Regions from separate parts of the Mus musculus genome. Here region 2 is linked to region 1. Evidence: chromatin contacts called from public promoter capture Hi-C data. All regions are on one chromosome and are shown on one strand. Each heading gives the region's core, a stretch centred on a gene start, on an enhancer-like site or on the middle of the called end of the contact. The rest is flanking DNA. Distances are from core to core; before and after follow the strand shown.

Region 1 (4,524 bases), core at 915-3,414:
ATGATTCCCTGTTCTATATTCCCCAGAGTGTCGCCTCAAAATCCCCAGGGGCTATGCTGAAACCTTCCAGAAACAGCAAGCTTCACAGGGAGACCAGCCCAGGATGAGACCCATCCCCTACACAGGAACAATCACCTCTCTGTGGAAACTGAGGCCATGCCTCGATGTCTTCCCTGGAGCATTAGACCCCGAACAAAAATGACCATCACCCAGAGCACCCTGGGCCTAAACACACTTGTGTGCCCCTCTTGCCCCTGCCCCTATTCATTTCCCTATTCAATCCTGAAGTTAGTGGTACCTCCCCCTCTGCCTGTCTTTTGTCTTTTCAATATGGCAGACTCAGGGGCCTCCTGTCCACTCTGCTATCACTGAGATTTCTGCAACATTGAGCGGAAAGTTTATGGAGGAGTCAATTCTGTGTCTTCAACAGCAACAACAACAACAAAATCCCCATTCTCTGAAATCTACATGGAGAGATTAATAAAGCATTTCTTCTGTCTTCTTACCTCACTGGAAGGACAACTTAGTTTTTTATTTGTACTGCAATCCTATCCCATATGGAACTTTCTGGAACGCCTCCCCCCCCCCCCCGCGCCCGCACACACACACACACACACACACACACACACACACACACACACACAAAAGCTTCACAGATCCCTGAGGATTAAGTTATTCCAAGTTCCACTCACCCTAAAGATACTTCATACAATAAAACCTCTTGTCGTCATCAGGAGGAGTCTGCAGGTCCTAACTGCTCAGCTGAGCATCTACGCAGACATCAACCCCGGGCCTCTGGTTACAGAAACTGATTTTGAGTGTCATCTCATACAAAACTAGTGGGTATCGGGGACCGATGAGTGTTGGTAGTATCCTGACTGACACACCCCCAAAAGCCTAGTTGTTGTTTGTTTGGGAGGTTTGCCAACATGTTAGCAGCACTTCTAACTTCAAAATTCTGCCAAAATGAACCCTGAAACAGCAAGCAGCAGTGAGTCCTAGCTTGGCTCCCTTATCCGGTAGTACTCTGGTGTTCTCTGGTGTTCTCTTGCGGACTTTCGCGTCCATCAGTAGATTCCTTCCTATCCTAAAAATGGAAACTATAAACTATAAAGCACAGACATGGACATAGAGACCCTTGGAGCCTGGTTCTGTGAGCCTTGGCAGCACGAAGTTCTGAGAAGTTTCAGTGAGAGGGGATTGCTGGGACTACTTGCCTGAGAATCTGGAAACTGAGTCCCCACCTCGGTCCCCAAAATGGGAAGCTGCGCAAAGCGCGCCCACTGCTCTCCCGCCTCTAGAGCTCCGGCCCAGAAGTCCCGCACTGAGTTCAGGCAGAACCTTCCAGGACACCGCCTCGGGATGCCTTCCTAACTACCCCTCTCTCCCTTGCTGACACTGACTGATTCTGGCCCGCCTATGCGCAGCTGATTCCAAGACCCTAAGGACGCAGCAGATAAGGATGGCTGCAACCTAGACTGGGTTTCCCGAGGCTCAGGTCAGGGGGACCCTCGGCAGTGCCCTTCCTTTTTCTCTGCAGATTGTGGCAGGAAGGCTAATACTTCCCAGGACTGCGGGAGGAAAACCGTCCCAAACCCTAGCAGCTCCAAACCCGCGCCGCAAACCGCAGACAGTGCTCGGTGCGCCCGGGACGGGTACCTGTCCCAGAGTAAGTTCGCGAGCAGGGGACCCGGGCGTTTCCAGCTCTGAGTTGTGCGGTGCCAAGGCATAGGGCCATCCGGGGGCATTGACTGATCCCCAGTGGGAGAAGCTACTACAAATGGGATCTAGTCACGGAGCTAGTAGCAAGGGCGCGCGCAGTAGGGATGCAGGCTTACGTCTGGAGCAGGCGGGGCTCCAAAGCAATCCTTCCAGCTGCCGGGAGCCTGGAACTTGGACCCGGAGAGGAAGCCACGGGTCCCCAAGGGGCCGGGTCCGACGGCTCCACCTGCAGTCTCCCCCGGAACCCCCGCGCAGCCAAGACCGTTCAGTGCACGGAGGGCGGTGGTTGGAGGGACTCTGCAGGAGAGGTAGCATCGCCCAGGACAAGAGCAGCGGGCTCTCCGCACGGAGCTGACCCGAACGCTGAAGGAAACCCTGCCCATGACTGCCAGCGTCTCCGACGCCAAGCCACAGGAGTGAGGGACCGTCTGCCTGGGGACTAGAACGAGCCACTGAGAAGTCTGTGCTCACTGACCTACGGACGGGAAGGAGGTGGCACCCGATGAAAGGAGGAAGGGACAGGGAGAAAAAAGGTTGACTCTGAAGTCACCAGGACTCAGGCCACGCGACCTGTGTGCTGGAGGAGCGAGGAGGGTGGATCTTACCCTCTTTGGGGCGTCAGCTCGGCGGCTGTACTCCTCCGGAGCAAGGGCGGGGGGCCGTTTCGTGAACATATCTTTCTCCTCTGTCCACTCTTATCTCGGTCGCTTTTCTCTGCTCTATGGATCTCGAGGAGAGGCACTACGGGTGTCTTTCTCCTCACTCGGAGTGAAGTTATACTCAGGGGATTGGAGCCCCATATTTTGTCTGCTGGGCAGACCCCACCCGCAGACCACTCCCTCCCTTCACTCACGTCTCTGGGTCCTACCCATAACCCTTAATGAGACAGTTCCTCCATACCCACCCCAGCCTTCAAAAAAGTTATTTTTCTATGGCAGATGGAGAGCCAAGAGTCTACTGCCCCCATCCTCCACACCAGGGAAAAAACAAACAAACCAACCCTTCAACTATGGGGCAGCAGCTTTTGGCCTTTGCTGCTTTGTTGAGGGCAGAACTTTGTTGAGCAGTGTAAAGGGCTGCTCTCTTCCGAACTCTCATTATCACATCTAGAACAGTCTATCCCCTCATACAGGATTCTAGCCAGGCAAGTATCAAAATGAATGTCTTCAGACACTAGCGATCCAATGACAAGTTTGTTGTGTTCGAAAAGATGTCAGGTTTCGAAGGCAGGCATTATTCGTGTTACACAAATTGCAAATCTGTCTTCTGCTACAAGTTTAGGGGGGGAAACGGCGTTGCTGTTTGAGCTTCATGGGCTAGGAGAACTCGGGCCTGCGATTGTCTGACAAGAACCTGCCCAGGCTGAAATCAGGGGCCAGCAAATTCGCGCCCATCAGACAGGGAGCTGCATTCTAATAGCGTCAAGGAAAGCAGTGTAGACATTCCAAAGCAAAGGTTGCATTGAAGCCCAAGACAATTCTTAAATATTTATCGAAAATTGAAAAAAAAAACCGCCAAGGATAACAAAAATTTAAGTTTTCTTAAACGTGAGTTTTAAATGCATTTTTAATCAAAATTTTCAAAATTTCAATAATTATTCAAGGTTATACTGTAGCCCATCTCCACTAGAGAAGGCTACATATAGTAAGCAGACAATAAGACCTTGAGTATCATTGTGTGGACAAAGGCACATTTGTACGAGTGGAAGGAAGTGGTAATGGGTACTTTGCTTCCGAAAAGACATGGAGTGTGGGAATATCATCTATGTGTCGTTAAAGACGAGGGACACTTGACCTCAAGTTATTCCAGCATCAGTGAGGCATGCCATTTCTAACAAGGGTTTCACAATTCACAAACCTGAGTGTTCCAGCATGCCGGGCTCTGCACTAAGCATTTTGCACATACCCTCTTTAACTTAGAGATGAGAGGCAACTGGCATAACCCGCTGAGGTCATTTGGTAGGCAGTGACCTGACACTCCCCAGAGATGGTGGCATTTTGTGACTGAGTTCTGACTGAGACACTGCCTCAGCGCACACCACCACCCACAGGAACCCCATCTGAGAACCCAGAGCCCAGGAGACACATTTGCCAACTCCACCCTGAAGGCCAGAGTTAAGCAGTCTGTGATGGAACAGTGGGTGTACGTTCACCCATCTTGAAGGCTCAGTTGAGTTTCTTTCATTTCAGAGTTCTGCCCTCTGGTGGAGATGATGCAGGAACTATAAACCTGAAATAGCTAAGTAGATTCTTCATGGTGTTCCTGGCTCTTCTATGTTGGGTTCCTAAGGCTGACTGTACTGAGAAGGTGAACGCTCCGAATACCTCCTCCTAATAGCTGCAGCTGCTGTGAGTATCAGAACCAGTAGTCGAGGTACTTTACGCTGCTGGGAGCCCAGTATAAGAAATGAGAATGAACATCTATGTTTAGACTTTGTAATTTTTAATACTGTAAGAAAACAAACATGTCTTATTTTCAAGTTAATTTAATTATGAAGTGTACTCATGGTGATCTTTTTAATGATCATTGTGAAATTATTCTTTTTAAAAAATCATGTCACATACTTAAACTTATATTATGAGAGCTGTGGTTGTTAGCTTTGCTAGGCAAGTGCTAGCCCCTCAGTTTATTAAAACATTAGTAATCACTGTCCATGTCTTAAAATACTCTTAATTTTACAAAAATTAACATCTCTGGTACCATTCTGGACGTTTTATTGTCTATCATTTCAGGCATATATCAAACTATTCATATATTTATAATAAAAACCAAAAACATTAGAGAGATTTATGGGGATTACTG
Region 2 (4,610 bases), core at 248-2,747, 250 kb after region 1:
ACCATGGCAGCCCCTTGAACAGTCAATGTGTTTGGCGCATACAAATAAGCATCCTTAAGTTTAAAACACCCTGGAGGGCACTTGGTGGTGCCTTGTCAATGGCGAATACTCATTATTTCACGCAGAAGAAAATGGAGTGGTTTAGCTATGGCTCATGGCAGAAGGACACAGACAGACAGACAGACAGACAGACACTGGATGGTACAGGGACATTGCATTAAAACCATTCCTCCCCCCCCAGGCCACGGGGAAATCTAAGACCCCATAGATAAGTAGTCTCCCACTTCATCCCTAGACAGCCTCTGCATCTACTTGCCTTACACGTAGCTGAGCCTTTCCTGTCATAACACATGGCCTTCCTTCCCCTGGTTCTGATCTCATGAGAAACAATCAAAGCCTTTAAAAGTCCATATTCTGCATCTGCTCAACATTATTCTGCCCTTGGGGAGGTGGGGACTCGTGACAATTCTTTGTATCTTTTTCTGTCTTGAGCTGCTTGGCCTATTTCTGATAACAAGAAACCTTTTTGTTGCTGTTGCTGTTGTTGTTGTTATTGTCTTGTTTTGTTCTTAGTGAATCAAACTGTAAATCATATTCAGGAAGGCACAACAAAAATAGCATTTGATTATTTTTATAAATCCTACCAATGTCTGGAGGTCCTAATAACGTGCTGTGGCTTAAAGAGATATGTAAAATTCGGTCAGTTTTTTCCTACTGCCAGCTAAAAATAAATCAGAATTCTGGCCTAATCTAGAATGACTAAGTTCTACTGATGTTTGATTCCCAGGGCATCTAGAATTAAAATCAGAGATCGTCTTTTTTTTTTCCTTTCCTAAACCCCTATACATAATTAGCCTCTCTTGAGTCTTAACTGTGGAGTGCTTCCAAAAATCGTCTTGAAGTCTTTCAAAGCAACTCTCAGATTAGTTGATGTGCTTGCCAGCTTTGCCCACTGTTTACTTGTGACGGCTATAGGAGGAGGCAGAAAGGGAGCGCTCACACTGTAGACTTGTTCATCCAACCGAGGTGCCAATGGGAACCTGTCAAAGCTGAGGCTAAACCAGAAAAGTCTGATCTCTTCACCCTCAACTCTGAGTTCATTATCATTCAAAAAACAAACATATCCCATCACACTGACCGAATTTCCACACATGCTAAGTACACAACTTTTTTTTTTTTTGCTATTGTCATCTGTATTCTCAATTCTCAAGTATATAATTTTATCAAGAGGCAGTGGACATTTAACTAAGCCACAAAATCCTGTCACTACATCTGAAGAAATCATCTTTAGGATTTCACAAATTCCTTGTTTTAGCAAAACCCACTCCTAGGGGTCACCAGTAGGCAACACACCCATAAACACGCTGTGACATTAAATGGTAAAGCCCATCTTACTCACAAGAGGACAGGATCATGGCGACCCTGCTTGCTGGCCATACACAGAAGCCTTGGTTCTTCAGCTCTGTTCCACTCACGGTAACACATCTTTCAACTGAAAGCATAGTTGTTGGCCTGTGACGTTTCTCACAGGCAAAGTTTACCCCACCTAATTTCCTGTTCTGAAAACCTCAAGAGTGTGTGAATGACAACCCAGTGGCCTACATAAGAAACTTCAGAGCTCTGTATCCAGATCTGAAGTGTTAGCACTTCCTTATACCTACGCTGTGGGTGTGTCTAGAAAACACTTTGAAGAAATCACAGAATTTCGGTAAAAGGGGCCTTCATAGTAGTCAACTTAAACTGTCTTCCCTGTGCTGATACTGGAATAAAGGACCATACAAGAAGAAATTTTACTTACTGGAGGGCTCATAGTGGTACAGGGAAAATCGACTTCTAGGATCATGAATATCCAAACTAGGATGTTTGGCCCTCTGATTTAGGACTGACTCTAAAGACTTGGTTTGGGATTAGGGGAGAATCTAAAGATCTGTTTTAAAAACTGGCTGAAGCTAGGTGTGGTGGCAAAAGTCTTTAATCCCAGCACTCTGGGAGGCAGAGGCGAGTGAGTTCAAGGCCAGCCTGGTCTACATAGAGTTCCAGGACAGCCAGGGTTACATAGAGAAACCTTGACAGACAGAGAGAAAGACAGAGACAGAGAGACAGACAGAGATACAGACAGAGACAGGAGAGGCAGAGAGACAGACAGACAGACAGACAGAGACAGAGAGACAGAAAGACAGGGACAGAGAAAAGAAAAGATTTAGCCTCAGCTTTGACAGGTTCCCATTGGCACCTCGGTTGGATGAACAAGTCTACAGCGTGAGCGCTCCCTTTCATTTGTTCTGTTTTCCCATAGGAAGCATTTGTATGGGCTATGGAAATGGCTCAGTGAGCAAAGTGTTTGACACTGAAGTATAAGGACCCAAGTTCAGAGCCAGAAAAGTTACATAATTGACAAGAGAGCACGGTCTCCCACCAGTAAACCAAGTGCTTGGGAGATGGAGACAAGAGATCCTGAGGGCAAACTGGCTAGCTAGACCAGCCAAATCAGCCAGCTCTGAGTTCAATGAGAGATTCTACCTCACTACACAAGGTGGAAAGCAATCGAAGAAAACACACAGCATCAACTCTAGCCCCCATATGCACACAGGCACATATGCACACATACACACATGTATCCTGCCCCCTGAGACCTACATGTGATAAGAAAGAGTATTTCAAATTGTTCACACAGGAACTCAACCTTCTTGTAACTTTCCTGAGCACACCCTGGTTCCTTTCACAGCTCATCCAGATAAAAGGAGAAGATAGGTGGGGCCTATCTTAGCAATAATAGTAAGGCATGCCTGCATATCACCAGCTGCTTGAAGGAGTTGATTAAAAAGTGTGTATGGTTTTGTGATGTGGGGAGTTGGAAGGAATATGGCACATTATGATGAGAATATTTCATTTTTTTATCCATTATAAAAGGAATGAGCTTAGCCTTCGGCCCAACCTTCAATATGGCGGCACAGACTCTTAACCAAATCGGTGGTTCTCCATGGTCAGAGGGAAGTCAGCAGCCAGCTCCAGTCTGTGTGCTCACCACATGCTCCAGGGTGGGAGGGATTACAGGGGCTACTGATATGGGAAGGGGGAGCTCTCAAATACCAAGAACAGTGTGTTGGATAGGAAATGGTTTCTACTGATGGGAACATGTGGGGCAACGGGCTACGCAGAGACAGCCTGGTCTCCAATCGAGCTTAGGTCTTGAACCTTGGTGGGACCCAGAGGGTGGTAATTTCCACCTACATGGGACAGAAGACGTTTCATCATGTCTCCTGGACCCCTGACTCCTGTCAAAGTTACAGCCCCCACAGGAGAGGCACATGCTATCAGTCTCGTAGGAACAGCACCAAGCCTTTCCACATGCAAATAAGGTTTCCCCCAAACTCTCAGTCCAAGCCAATGAGAGGTACCCGCTGTCGAACCCTGAATCACCCCCAGTACTGTATATAAATCCATTCAGGGAATTAAAGGTACGTGAGAACTACTTCTTCCTCTGAGTCTTTTGTTCCAAAAGCTGTATGTAACACTTGGGAAGAGATCTTCTCTCCCGAAGAGCCACCTGAGGTCCCGCCCCACTCCTCACTGGATAGTCGGCTTCTCATTGGCTCAGCCCCACTCCACTCAGTTCAGATTGGCTTGGAGTTACTGAGCGACCTGGAAGGCACAGCAGAGACTTCGTCTCCCTGCCTGCACTCACTTCCCTACACTGGAACCCTCGTACCAGGCCTGGACAGGGATCTCTGTGGAAAACCTCTGGCACCCACAAGAACTGGGTTAGCTTCTTCTCCTGAAGCTCGTGAGGAAAAGGAAACTGCAAGCGAAATTCACTGAGAGAAACTGGACATCAGGGCCTGGTGCAGGGTTGGGATGGAGACTTTCACTAATCCAGGGATCCAAGTCCAACCAGGCTTCTTGAAAAACACATGGCAGCTTGGAACACTTTCTCCCTAGTTCCTTTGGCAGCATCCTGGACTCCCACAGATAAGCCATTCTGGGGACCTAGTTGGATTATATACCACTTGGTTCTAACACCTCTGGTCCAGAGCCTAGCACTTCAACAGGAGCATCTTCAATGTCCTGGAAACATTCTTAGGACTTTGGAATTACTTAATTCTGACATGAAAATTCCTACCTAATTCTAATCAGCTCTGACCACAATGCTCAGGTCAGATAGTTCATCACAGACCATGGCTCGAGAGGGGCAAGCACTGCTATTTGTACGAGTCTGCTTGTGAATCAAGTATCTAACAACTAAGGGATCCAGGCAGTCTTCTCTTCAGAAAGCCATATTTGATCCCTGGGTGAGATAGAATTGGCAGCTGTCAGATTTAGGACTAGACATTCTCTACTCCTAAAACTTCCCATTAAAGGCAGATCTCTGCAAGTTTGGGGATAGGATGGTCTACGTAGTGAGACCCTGTCTCAGAAAACAAAAACAACAAAAATTTCAGCTAAAGAGATAAACGTATGTTACTTATAAATATATAACTTTATATATTATATGTATTTACAATATATACAATATACAAATTTTTAAGCATACTACTAAGAACAAGTTTGGAAAGAGATGTTTCCAAAACAGAGGATTACTACGTATCCAGGTGGGTTCCTGCTTTTCCTAG

Evidence for each region. Capture Hi-C pulls out chosen DNA fragments and counts their contacts.
Region 2: a promoter capture Hi-C map of liver shows a contact between it and region 1. The contact joins the promoter of Txk here to the promoter of Corin in region 1. A contact is called at or near these places in 2 of 39 promoter capture datasets (frontonasal cranial neural crest and hippocampal neurons), 11 of 484 Hi-C or Micro-C datasets (the Ba/F3 cell line, cerebellar granule neurons, cerebellum and 6 more), 2 of 115 datasets of contacts at active chromatin or transcription factors (T-cell acute lymphoblastic leukemia and astrocytes) and 1 of 9 other capture datasets (liver).

Annotation. Positions count from the first base shown.
Region 1 is chr5:72,502,044-72,506,567 of GRCm38.p6, forward strand. Corin (corin, serine peptidase) reads right to left here and starts at 2,165. Exons shown (of 22, transcript NM_016869.3): 1 at 1,839-2,165. The coding sequence starts at 2,105.
Region 2 is chr5:72,751,280-72,755,889 of GRCm38.p6, forward strand. Txk (TXK tyrosine kinase) reads right to left here and starts at 1,498. Exons shown (of 15, transcript NM_001122754.2): 1 at 1,400-1,498. The coding sequence starts at 1,415. Tec (tec protein tyrosine kinase) reads right to left here. Exons shown (of 19, transcript NM_001113460.2): 19 at 4,439-4,610.